2 separate regions of the Danio rerio genome follow, and region 1 is linked to region 2. A link is a contact called in public Micro-C data. All regions are on one chromosome and are shown on one strand. Each heading gives the region's core, a stretch centred on a gene start, on an enhancer-like site or on the middle of the called end of the contact. The rest is flanking DNA. Distances are from core to core; before and after follow the strand shown.

Evidence for each region. Hi-C and Micro-C count contacts between places; a contact is called where the count stands out from the background.
Region 1: a Micro-C map of caudal fin shows a contact between it and region 2, with 2.6 times the contacts expected there. The contact joins the promoter of eif4g1a here to the promoter of xrn1 in region 2. A contact is called at or near these places in 1 of 18 Hi-C or Micro-C datasets (caudal fin) and 1 of 4 datasets of contacts at active chromatin or transcription factors (embryo).

Annotation. Positions count from the first base shown.
Region 1 is chr2:19,166,657-19,171,768 of GRCz12tu, reverse strand. eif4g1a (eukaryotic translation initiation factor 4 gamma, 1a) reads right to left here and starts at 2,594. Exons shown (of 32, transcript NM_001080200.1): 1 at 2,439-2,594; 2 at 2,207-2,324.
Region 2 is chr2:18,963,372-18,968,852 of GRCz12tu, reverse strand. It overlaps xrn1 (5'-3' exoribonuclease 1), which reads right to left and starts at 2,468. Exons shown (of 42, transcript NM_201033.2): 1 at 2,291-2,468. The coding sequence starts at 2,365. mhc1haa (major histocompatibility complex class I HAA) reads right to left here. Exons shown (of 6, transcript XM_003197841.6): 6 at 4,328-5,066. The coding sequence ends at 4,960.

The sequences.
Region 1 (5,112 bases), core at 1,345-3,844, 200 kb before region 2:
GGGATGATGCAAAACTGAACGGTGTGTGTAGGCTACTTAATATTAAGGAAAAGCCTCAATCAGAGAGGCGAATGTCTGCAGCCCCGCCTCTGTTTTCAGATGTTTCTGTTTTCCCCCATCAACACTGAGACAAAGCAGCAGCATTTTAGGATGAAAACGGCCTCTTAAGCTTTTCCAAAACGCTCCGTTTTCGGCACTCAAAAACTTTGGCGTAGTGTGGATGGCATATCCATAGCAAAACTTATGTTTTCAAACTAAAACGCATTAGTGTAAACTGGGCCTATGATTACAGAAAAGTTTGAGCTGTTATAATTCACTCACCTTTTAACACGTTTTGATGAGGTTATATGCCGCTATCAAAAACCAACAACAACTACATGTTTTGAATGAGAAGTAACGTAGTAGTGGCGGGGTGAATTTTGGTGTGGCGCCTTGCCATGGAAGGATGAAAGTAGAGGAAGCCATGTTTCTATAATACATCTGCATGAATGCAAAATGAAAATAAACAACTGTTTCTGCTACTCTAATAAGCGCAAAACTACACTATTTAAATTTGTGTTAGAATCAAGGCTGCAAAGTATGTCCTGCCTTTTACATTTTATTCAGTCAATTGACTTACAATTTCAGAAGACAGCAGTTTAAAGCACATTACACCCTATCCTGTAACAAAAAAGTCAATAGGCGAAAAGTAGGCTGTGCTTTGTGGATTTCTGAATGCTTTGACCACATGAGCATTTACACTACAAAAGCGACACTACAAATCTGTAATCAAATGCATCTGACAACCTCTGGAGGTGGTCAAAGGTAGACAATACCAAACCATTCAAAGCCCATTTACACCAGCATTTTGTGTTATCCACAAAACGTGCAAGCTTAAAAATAGCCAAAAGCTTTGTTTAAAATGGGTTGTCAGTTATTCATGTTCACAGAATAAAGATTTTCTTAAGCATTACTCTAACGATGATGCATTGCACGCTCATTCACTTCCATCCCCCACACCATTAAAGTAAATGTTAACTGAGGTCGTCATTCCACAGATTTGGGTGTGCATTAAACTTCTTATCTGTGGTTATCAACCTTTTAACTATTCAGTACAGTAGACTGATTTATATGAGGACCAAATACAATATTACAAGAGACCAGATACTCAATTTAACGCAGAAAGCGAAACTCCAACATAAAAACGTAGTAAAATAATGTTAATAACATAAAACAGAAAATGTTTAATCAGGTTATCCACATAAACACTAAAGTGCATGCAGTTAAAAAGAAAAAAAAATTATGGGGTAATTTCCAAAATGTTAAGTTTCCTGCAAGCTCTGTTCCCGAAAGTGCGATGAAGCAGCGCGCTTCTCCTACAGACGTGTCACACCGCAGCCATGATGCTCTGCCGGCGCGGCTAACAGCGCTAGCCTCCTCCATATGGCACTGACACGTTAACATACTCTCAGCGGTCTCCACCAAAACAAGCTTTTCGTTTTAGAACAAAAAAGTTAACCACATCAACAACACGCTATACACATAAACCCACGTCGGAAACTATGTGTAGATTTAGCAAAAACAAACTGGGCCCTCAATAAACGTGTGGGGAAGTGTGCAGTCGCCCGCACTAGCTTATTAGCTTCCCTCTCCAAATCAATGACACACTGGAATCTGACTGGCATGTCGTTTATTTTGACTGTATCGTTATATATACACAACTTAATGTAAAGTTTGGCTTTTTGATGAGGAAAAAACGTTAAATTACGCACCGGACAAACTTATTCCACCGTCCTCGTGCTGGCATTCCCACAATTCATCACGAGATGATAAGACGTTTAACGGAAACAAATGCGTTTAAATACAACAGAACAACCGACTCATCAACAGTTCATATGTCATTTTAACACAAACCTTACGGGGTCAAATAGTCTCGTGTATTTATATTCCCGATATGTCAGCAGATTGACACCCCGAAACACGAGCAATACGAAAGCGTGAAACTGGAATAGCGAAAAACCGAGGAAATAACACCCAACATGGAGAAAATACTACACAGATATTAGTGGCAACTTAAGGGAGAGCGTTTAACGGAAAAAATAGTTTGATAGGCGAACACAACTCAGCATTAAACCCGTCGCCAGTGTCAATCTAGGCCCGCTTGGCCCCTGCGATTATCGGTTTAAACGCGGCTATCAAAGTTAGCATAGGCAGTAGGATTACTCACCGGCTCCGCAGACAAACGGGGAAACTTGAGGGCGAGACGTCGTCAACGTGTTTCTGGAAAGTTTCTTTTTGCTATTCTTCGTTGTTAACGGAGGGCGTCTTGGTTTCCTCGGGAATATCTGGGTAAACAGAGGGAGAAGTGTTGGCTAGCGGCTGACACTTTAGGTTTAAATCCCATGTAGCGTGCAAAGGCGAGAAAAAGTGACAGTATGGGGGAAAAAGAGAATAAATACAGTTTTCAGATGTTACTGCCGACAGAGCTGATGGCCCCAGGACGAGCCTCTTGACTGGAGGTCCATGTTTAAGGCGCGGATGGTGACGGATTGCCGGTAAGTTGATCACACTTGTCTTAATAAACGCGATTAGAGCAGAGCCATGGTGCTTCAGCGCTTCTCCCCTTGAGCCCGCAGAACCGGACGGAGTGCTCAGTGAGATGCGTGGGTACTTCCGGGTTAATCAACCTGAGCGCTGCGGGGTCATTCGCCAAGGGTAGAAATCATACGGCGCGATAATAAAAGTCTCTATCGAATAATCTAAATGTATTTATTATAGCCTCGCATACGGAAAATAAATACATATTCCAGGCCTGCAGCCAGCCTATCGAAATAGGATTTTAAACACTTTTTTTCTGGATCAGCTTTTCGCATGGTCACACTTTTTGATGTTCCAAAACATTGATGTAACAAAAAAAGAGATTTGGAATAAAGAAATAATACAATAATATATACAAAAATATATGCTTATTTTAAAAATACAAATTTAATAAAGGTGGTGCCGTAGGTAGTGCTGTCGCCTCACAGCGAGAGGGTCGCTTGTTCAAGCCTCAGCTGGGTCAGTTGGCATTTCTGTGTGGAGTTTGCATGTTCTGGATAAGTTGGCGGTTCATTCCATGGTGGCACACCCGGATTAATAAAGGGACTAAGCTGACAAGAAAATGAATGAAATTTATAACATCAAATATCATTGGAAAAAATAAGAATCTGTTTTTAAAAAAAAAGTGTAGCCCATTATCATTTATGAGACAAATAACAAACTGGCCAGCACATTCAACTTTCTCATTCAGAATTTGATACACTGATTCTGGCATCAAAATTGCCAAATTCGGTATCCCAAATTCTGTACCGACAGCCAACAGGATTCGGCTTGGGCTCAAACACTTTTTCGATGTGTTATTTTCACAATTCATTATGGCTTAGCAGTCAAAATGGGATAAATGAGCTTTGGTATGGGACAAATTCTGGACCTTTGTCAGTGAGGGGTGGGTCTTCCGATCCACTTAAACCTCCCCTATGGGCCTGTATTCACGTATAAAATGTAAGGTTGTAAATATCGGAACACCTCAGGATTGTGTGTTTAGTTTTCCTTTATTTTTCAATAAATAAGTTGTTCCAAACATTTTGAGATTCTTTAGTTTTTTGAGATTCTTTAATGACATACTAAAATTTGACAGGCCTGTCATTTCTTTTGACTGTATCGTTATATTTACATAAATTATTAAGTTTGGCTTTATGATGAGAAAAAAAATTGTCAAATCAGGCACCGGACAAATTAATTGCCAGTGATAAAAAGAATGCTGAAAAATCATACTCAAGTAAAAGTACCATTACTTGCCCAAAAATATAGTGCAAGTAGAGTAAAGTTATCTGTTGTAAATATTACTCAAAGTATAAGTAAAAAGTAACCTTTATAAAAGTACTCAAGAGTAGTGAGTATTATGCTGGAAAAAATTGATGCGTTGAAATGTAATTTGTGCGTGTGTGTGTGTGTGTATGTGTGTGTGTGTAAACGTAACATTCTGTAGTGCATTCAGTTATTGTTTCAAGCCATTTCGGTCATCATAAATAAACATCCGTCATCTTCTTATCAGTGACATTCAGACCAAACAGTCTCTGGGCCATTGCATGTAAAGTATCTTTTTGGACACTTTTAATGCTTCCAAACAGTTTGCTGCATTTCTTAAGGCAGTTTAATGTAAGGCGATTTACTTTCTATGTGCAATTTGATTGGACAGGAATCACAGGACTGATTTTAATCCATATTGAGAGGAAATAATAAAGTAGGCTAGTGACTGTAGGTGTAAGGAAAGTAGTGGAGTAAAAGTACAGATACCGCAAAAATGTACTCAAGGGAAAAAACTACTCAATTACAGTAATTTGAGAATTTGTAATTTGTTACTTTACACCACTGCTTCTTGCTAACTCGTTCTGCCATTCCCACAATTCACATGAGATGATGAGATGTTTAATGGTAACAAATGGGTTTGAATACAAGAGAACAACCAACCCATCAACAGTCCATATGTCATTTTAACCCAAACGGCACAGGGTAAAACCGTCCTGGGTCTTTATATTCCCGAAAAGTCAGTGAATTAACACCCAGAAACACGAGAGATACTGTTCGAATGCGTGAAACTAAAATAGCGAAAACCTTTTATTCAACAGGAGAAATGCAAACAGATTTGAAAAAATTGGAGTGCAAGTCATTATGACAGACTTTTCCAATTATTGGGGTGAACTATCTTTTTAAGTGAAGTAGTTTAGTTTAAGTTAATGCGAATGGATTTAAAATCGCAATGAAATCAAAATGTATACATAATCTGATTTGTATTTTATCTATCAATAGGGCTTGGTATAAACGATGCATCTGTGCCTTTCATTATTTAGTAAAAATTAATTTGCATAATCTTTAATCAAACCACCTTCCCTCCCACCAAAATTACTTTTCTTCACATCTGGTCACATAGAATTCCTTTGTGTCTCGTTTTTGCTCTCCCTTTATACATTCGTCTATCTTTTTTACTTTTTGTTAGCAACACCTATCTTCCGATAATCCAATAGGGTTTCCAAAGGAAGGTACCATGTGCACCTTTCTACATTTTTCTAATTTCAGGACCATTTTAAGTTGATG
Region 2 (5,481 bases), core at 1,219-3,718:
AGCGAAGTCAACACAATACAAACATGATAATGGTCATTTATATATACATTTAAGTTCTGTTTAATTTTCTGGGACAAAAATGATAACTATCACATATTTGTTTACCATAAGTAAAATAATCGTTTATTAACTGTAATCGAGCTAAAACGTTCCGATTAATCAAGATTTAGATTTTAGGCCAAATCGTCAAGCCCTAGTTTATTACTGCAATAAAATACTTGCACATTTTCCATACTGCTTTTTTTTGTTTGCATAACACCATGTATTTTGCTCATTATACATATATTAGCATTTTTGTTTTTAGGTATTTTAATTTTAGATTCACAGACATTATTTTTGACACATTATTTAAAATATGTGGCTAAGAAATAGCTAATAACTTTTTTACATTTTTGGTGGGGTCGGTAAAAATTTTGTCAGGGCAAGTATAAATCTGATTGGGCCAGTAGAAAAAATCCTTAGCATTGAACCCTGAAAAGACATATTAATGACCATTTAACTCTCAGATATTTTGATAAGAACAGGGGCAAATAAGAATGTGGGTAAATTTTGGCATAGATGTATCCATTTTGATAAAATTATTATGTAAAACAGCCTCTCATCTTTTGACACTTTATCGTCACAAAATGTATTTGAAACATTAAACACTTTATTTTTGTTTTGCGTTGATTTTGAAATGTCTATTCTTTTAAACGTACATGAACAATTTTTCAAACATATTTGAAAACAAAAAAGGGATGTCTCATCTTTATCCCATATACATTAACATTTAAAGTCAAGCGTTTATTAATATAAAATTTAAATTAGCAAAAAAATGAAAAATCAGTTTTCAAAAACTGACAAATCTGTATTTGTATAAAAGATAAAGAACAGATTTCTAAAAATATGTAAATAAAAATTTATTAATACCATTTAAAACATAATTTAAATAATATATTATATAATTCTTTTTTATTTGTTTTTATTGTAGTAAACTAGTTATAATAGTGTTGAATTTGGGCATTTCTTGTAAATAGTACAGAATAATTGTTTGTTTTTTAAATTAATTTGGCTAATTTTTTTTATCATTATATATATATATATATATATATATATATATATATATATATATATATATATATATATATATATATATATATATATAAATATATATAGATTAGTCAGTAATGAAGCCAAATCTGGGGATTATCTAAGAAAATAACTTACGATAATTGTCCAAAAACTAGTACACCCAAATTTCTGTTATACAAAAATATTTATTACTATATTTAAAAGGAGGAAAAATCAAGAAGCAAACAAAAAATGTAACGATTTTGTCGAATTTTTGTAGGTCGTAATTTGTTTTTTGTTCTTTTTGCAATATTTTGCTTGGATTTAATTGTATTATCTTTTAATTTCTAAATATGTTTGGTGACTAAAATATTATTTTAATAAATATATCTGTAATAATAAATCTGTTTCGTTTAAACGCATTAAAAAATACATTGCCTATAATCACTGAGAAATGGACAAAAGTATTTATTTTCAAAATGAGGTGTACTCAATTATGCTGAGCACTGTGTGTTTATGTGTGTATAAAAAATGACTAGAAAAAAAATAAAGTAGCCAAATGAAATTGAAAAGCTAACAATTATTCTGTACTATTGACAAGAAATCTCCAAATTCGTCTCTATAACTAGTTTACCACAATAAAAACAAAGAATACAGAACAAAACCCGTGTTTAAAAAACCTAGCCAGTAAGAAGAGGTAAAGTTGGTTTTATACTTACACATTCGTTCAATAAGCAGTCTCCATATTGTTTACCATGTTACTTTGAACATTCGATCGGAATTAGCATGCAAGTATGACTTCTAAACAACATTAACATTATCGAGTTCACTGTGAACAATGTTGTACTTTGATAGTCATTGGCTGCTATCATGGTTTCCCTATTTAGAACTTGCAAAGAATACTTTTCTGAAATTATATAGTTCAGAAGAATGTCTGAATATCCGAATATAAAACCAACTTTACCTCTATGCCATAACCTCTAGGCTTCATATCATAAAATGTTGTCTGACTAGATAAGACAGTTCTCAAAATCTTTGAAGCAGTCATTATGTTGTTGTACATCGGAGAAAAAAATAGTTTTTATAAAATGATAAAATTTACTTTACACGTAACATGTTAAGGGCGAAGGCAAAATAATTGTAGTGTTTTGTAGCTTGGTAAAGTGTAAAGGCAGATTTTCTGTTCTCAGATCTGTAATGATCTCTATGCGGCCTGTTATATTTAGCCAAACTAGCTCACCTGATGCTCTTTGACAACTTCACTCAGACACGGATACCGCTCTGATATCCATCGATAAAACTTAGGCACTCCCATCGTCTCGTGTAAGTCTTCAAATAAAAATAGTGATGAAGTAACCTATGCAGAAGTCAAGGTGATCAGAATTTCATAGACTGGTGTTGCTAGTCGGTTTTGTTTCTGTATGAGCTGTTACGGTCCAGCTAATAAAACCTCCGTGTGGAAACTCGCATGATGTAACCTCATGTAACGCCGTTCCGTCACTCATAAAACACTAAAACACGTCTATTAAATTAACCGAACGCCATGAAACAATAAACAAATGTATTTCTAAAAAATGTACTAGTACTTTTTAAAGTTAACTCGTTTAATGTTGCCCAAAATCTATTACGACCAGAACAGCCTTCCGGTAGAAACAAACCCCACCGCTAGGGCTGAGCTGTGTGTGATGTAATGTGAGAGAAGAGGCCATTTGACACGAAAACATTCCGACACTCTTGGCCAAGGTGAAGTGCAGTTCACCGGCGGTACATTTTGTCAACTAGTCCTTCAAGGTTTACCTAGCAGTAAAAATAAAAGTATTTAAAAGTACACTGCTCATTGAAACATGCAATCTTTTTAAACGGACACAGTTGATATTCATTCATCCACACACTTTACATATTTGGTGTAAAACCCCAATTGTCAATCAAACCAAATGATAAAAATTGTTATTCTTATCAACATGCTCTGAAAATATTTTTATTTTAACCCATAGGGTGTTAGGGACTCGGTGCCTCAGTAGGTCGCAGTCGCCTTATAGCACGAAGGTTGCTGGTTCAAGCCCTGGCTAAGTCAGCTGGCATTTCTGTGAGGAGTTTGCATGTGCTCTGGTTTCCCCCAAAAGCCATAAATAAGCTATGAATAAGCTAAATTGCCCGTAATGTATTGGGTTACGACTGAAAGGGCAATTGCTGAAACATTTGCTGGATAAGTTGGTGGTTCATTCCGCTGTGGCAACCCCCGATTAATAAAAGGACTAAGCAAAGAAAATGAATAAATGTTAAAACGTACATAAATCAAATAAATCCAGTGAAACGGAATTGTCAAGTGGTCCCATACTATTTTCATATCTGTGTACATGTGTGTGGGCATGTGCATACCTTGTGTGTTTATGGGGCCCAGTGTCCCCACAGGTATAAAAACACCATTATATTTTGACCTCGTGGGGACATTTTTTGTAACAATAAAGAAATGGCTCAAAATTAACGCATAATGAATGTATTTTGAACGTATAATGCAGATTTTATTTCTTGTGACTTTTGGGTTTAGAGGTAGGCTGGGGAATACAGTTTGTACAATATGAAAATCATTATGTCTATAGGATGACCTTATAAAAATAGATGTACGTGTATGTGAGTGTGTACTTGTTTTATATCCTGGTGGGGACTTAAACCTGAATCCACAGTTGTGTCCCAATGGGTAACATGCTTATAAACCACACTGGATGAAGCATTTGAAAAATGTACAAATGCAGATTGTCTCCTGATGATTATATTAAGGAGTAGGGGGTAGAATATACTGTTTGTAAAACAGAAACATCATTCTGTCATGTTTTTTTCAATATCTTTATTACAGAAAATTACAATAAATAACAATAAAAGTGTAGACTAGAAAAAAATATTGAATTTGCACATTTGCTTTTGGCATTTTTGCATGAACTAGTGTCAAATACAGCAAAATATTTTGGTAAACATGTTTTTAGCTATTTTACACAATACTTGGACAAAAAACAACATTTTAAACAGCGTGGGGAAATAAACTTACAAAAGGAAAGGGTAAAGCGTTAATTAGTGGCATAAAATGATTACAACTACACACAATATACAGTAACAGCTCAAATTATTTTTGGAGGCCCAGAAATTACTGTGAAACTCAATGCAAGAACATTCCTCAACAATATCTGATTAATATATTATCACAATTTTTTCAATAACTTTAGTTTAAGATAATTAAGTAAAGACATTTACATGAACACTGAATATTTATTTACAATATATATATATATATATATATATATATATATATATATATATATATATATATATATATATATATATATATATATATATATATATAGGATTTCAGAACTTTCACATGCATTATAAACGGCTAACAGATGCCAACCAGTGTTTTGATGAATCAGTGTGTCCTAGTTTGTGCTTGCTTGATTTTTGTCATTGTCGGTTGTCATTTGGTGAGTTTATGATCAACAAAACTTGACAGTATATTCTGATGAAAGTTGTGAGTTGTCCTTAAAATGATAGTTCACCCAAAATGAAAATATCCTCACCTTTTAATCTCACTAAAGTGATTCAAAACTTTTCGTTCTAATGTCAAACACAAAACAAGTTATTCTGAAAAATGTGAGGAAAAGCAGCCATTAACATCCATAGTAGGAACACAAAAATATTATTGAAGTCAATGACAGTTTTTTATTTCCCACCAACATTCTTCATTATATCTTCCTTTGTGTTTAACAGAAGAATGAAGCTCAGTTGGGTTTTGGAACAAGATGGTTAAATGATTACAGAATTTAAAATTTTAACTACCTCTTTAAGACTTGTGCATTCAGGAGAAAGACTGGACTCTTTTTGGAGTAATGTGGTTGGGCTGGTCTGGTTAGACAATTGTTAATGTGGACACTTCAGCACAGGAACTTGATCAATGTTTTTTTGACTCTGTCCGTCCGAAGGCACTGTATGAAAAGGTGGATAGTGGACAATTGACCCTAAAACACCTAAAGGAAAAGGTATAGAATTACACATCTGCATATGTTAACCTTAGAAATATGTAAAAGTACTGGTCTAGTATGGCTGAAAAATGACTTGGTAATAGCTTTTCAGACAGGAGACTAGTAAGTTTACGAGTAGATCCTAACCAAACAAGATCAATAACAGACTATTTTTAGGCATGTAAAAAAAAAAATAAAAAAAAAAATGGTCCCATTACATTTCCTGGGATGCATTTATAATTTCTATAGCTTCAGAGAATCCAATAAGAGTCACATATTGATAAATAATGTTATGACATCTGTTTTAACAAGAAGTTAGGATTGAATTGTCTCTTGTTACAGCTATGAAATAGCTCGATAAGCAGGAAATGTTCATGGGCCAAGGACATGACCACATTGAAATGGTCAATAGATGTAATTT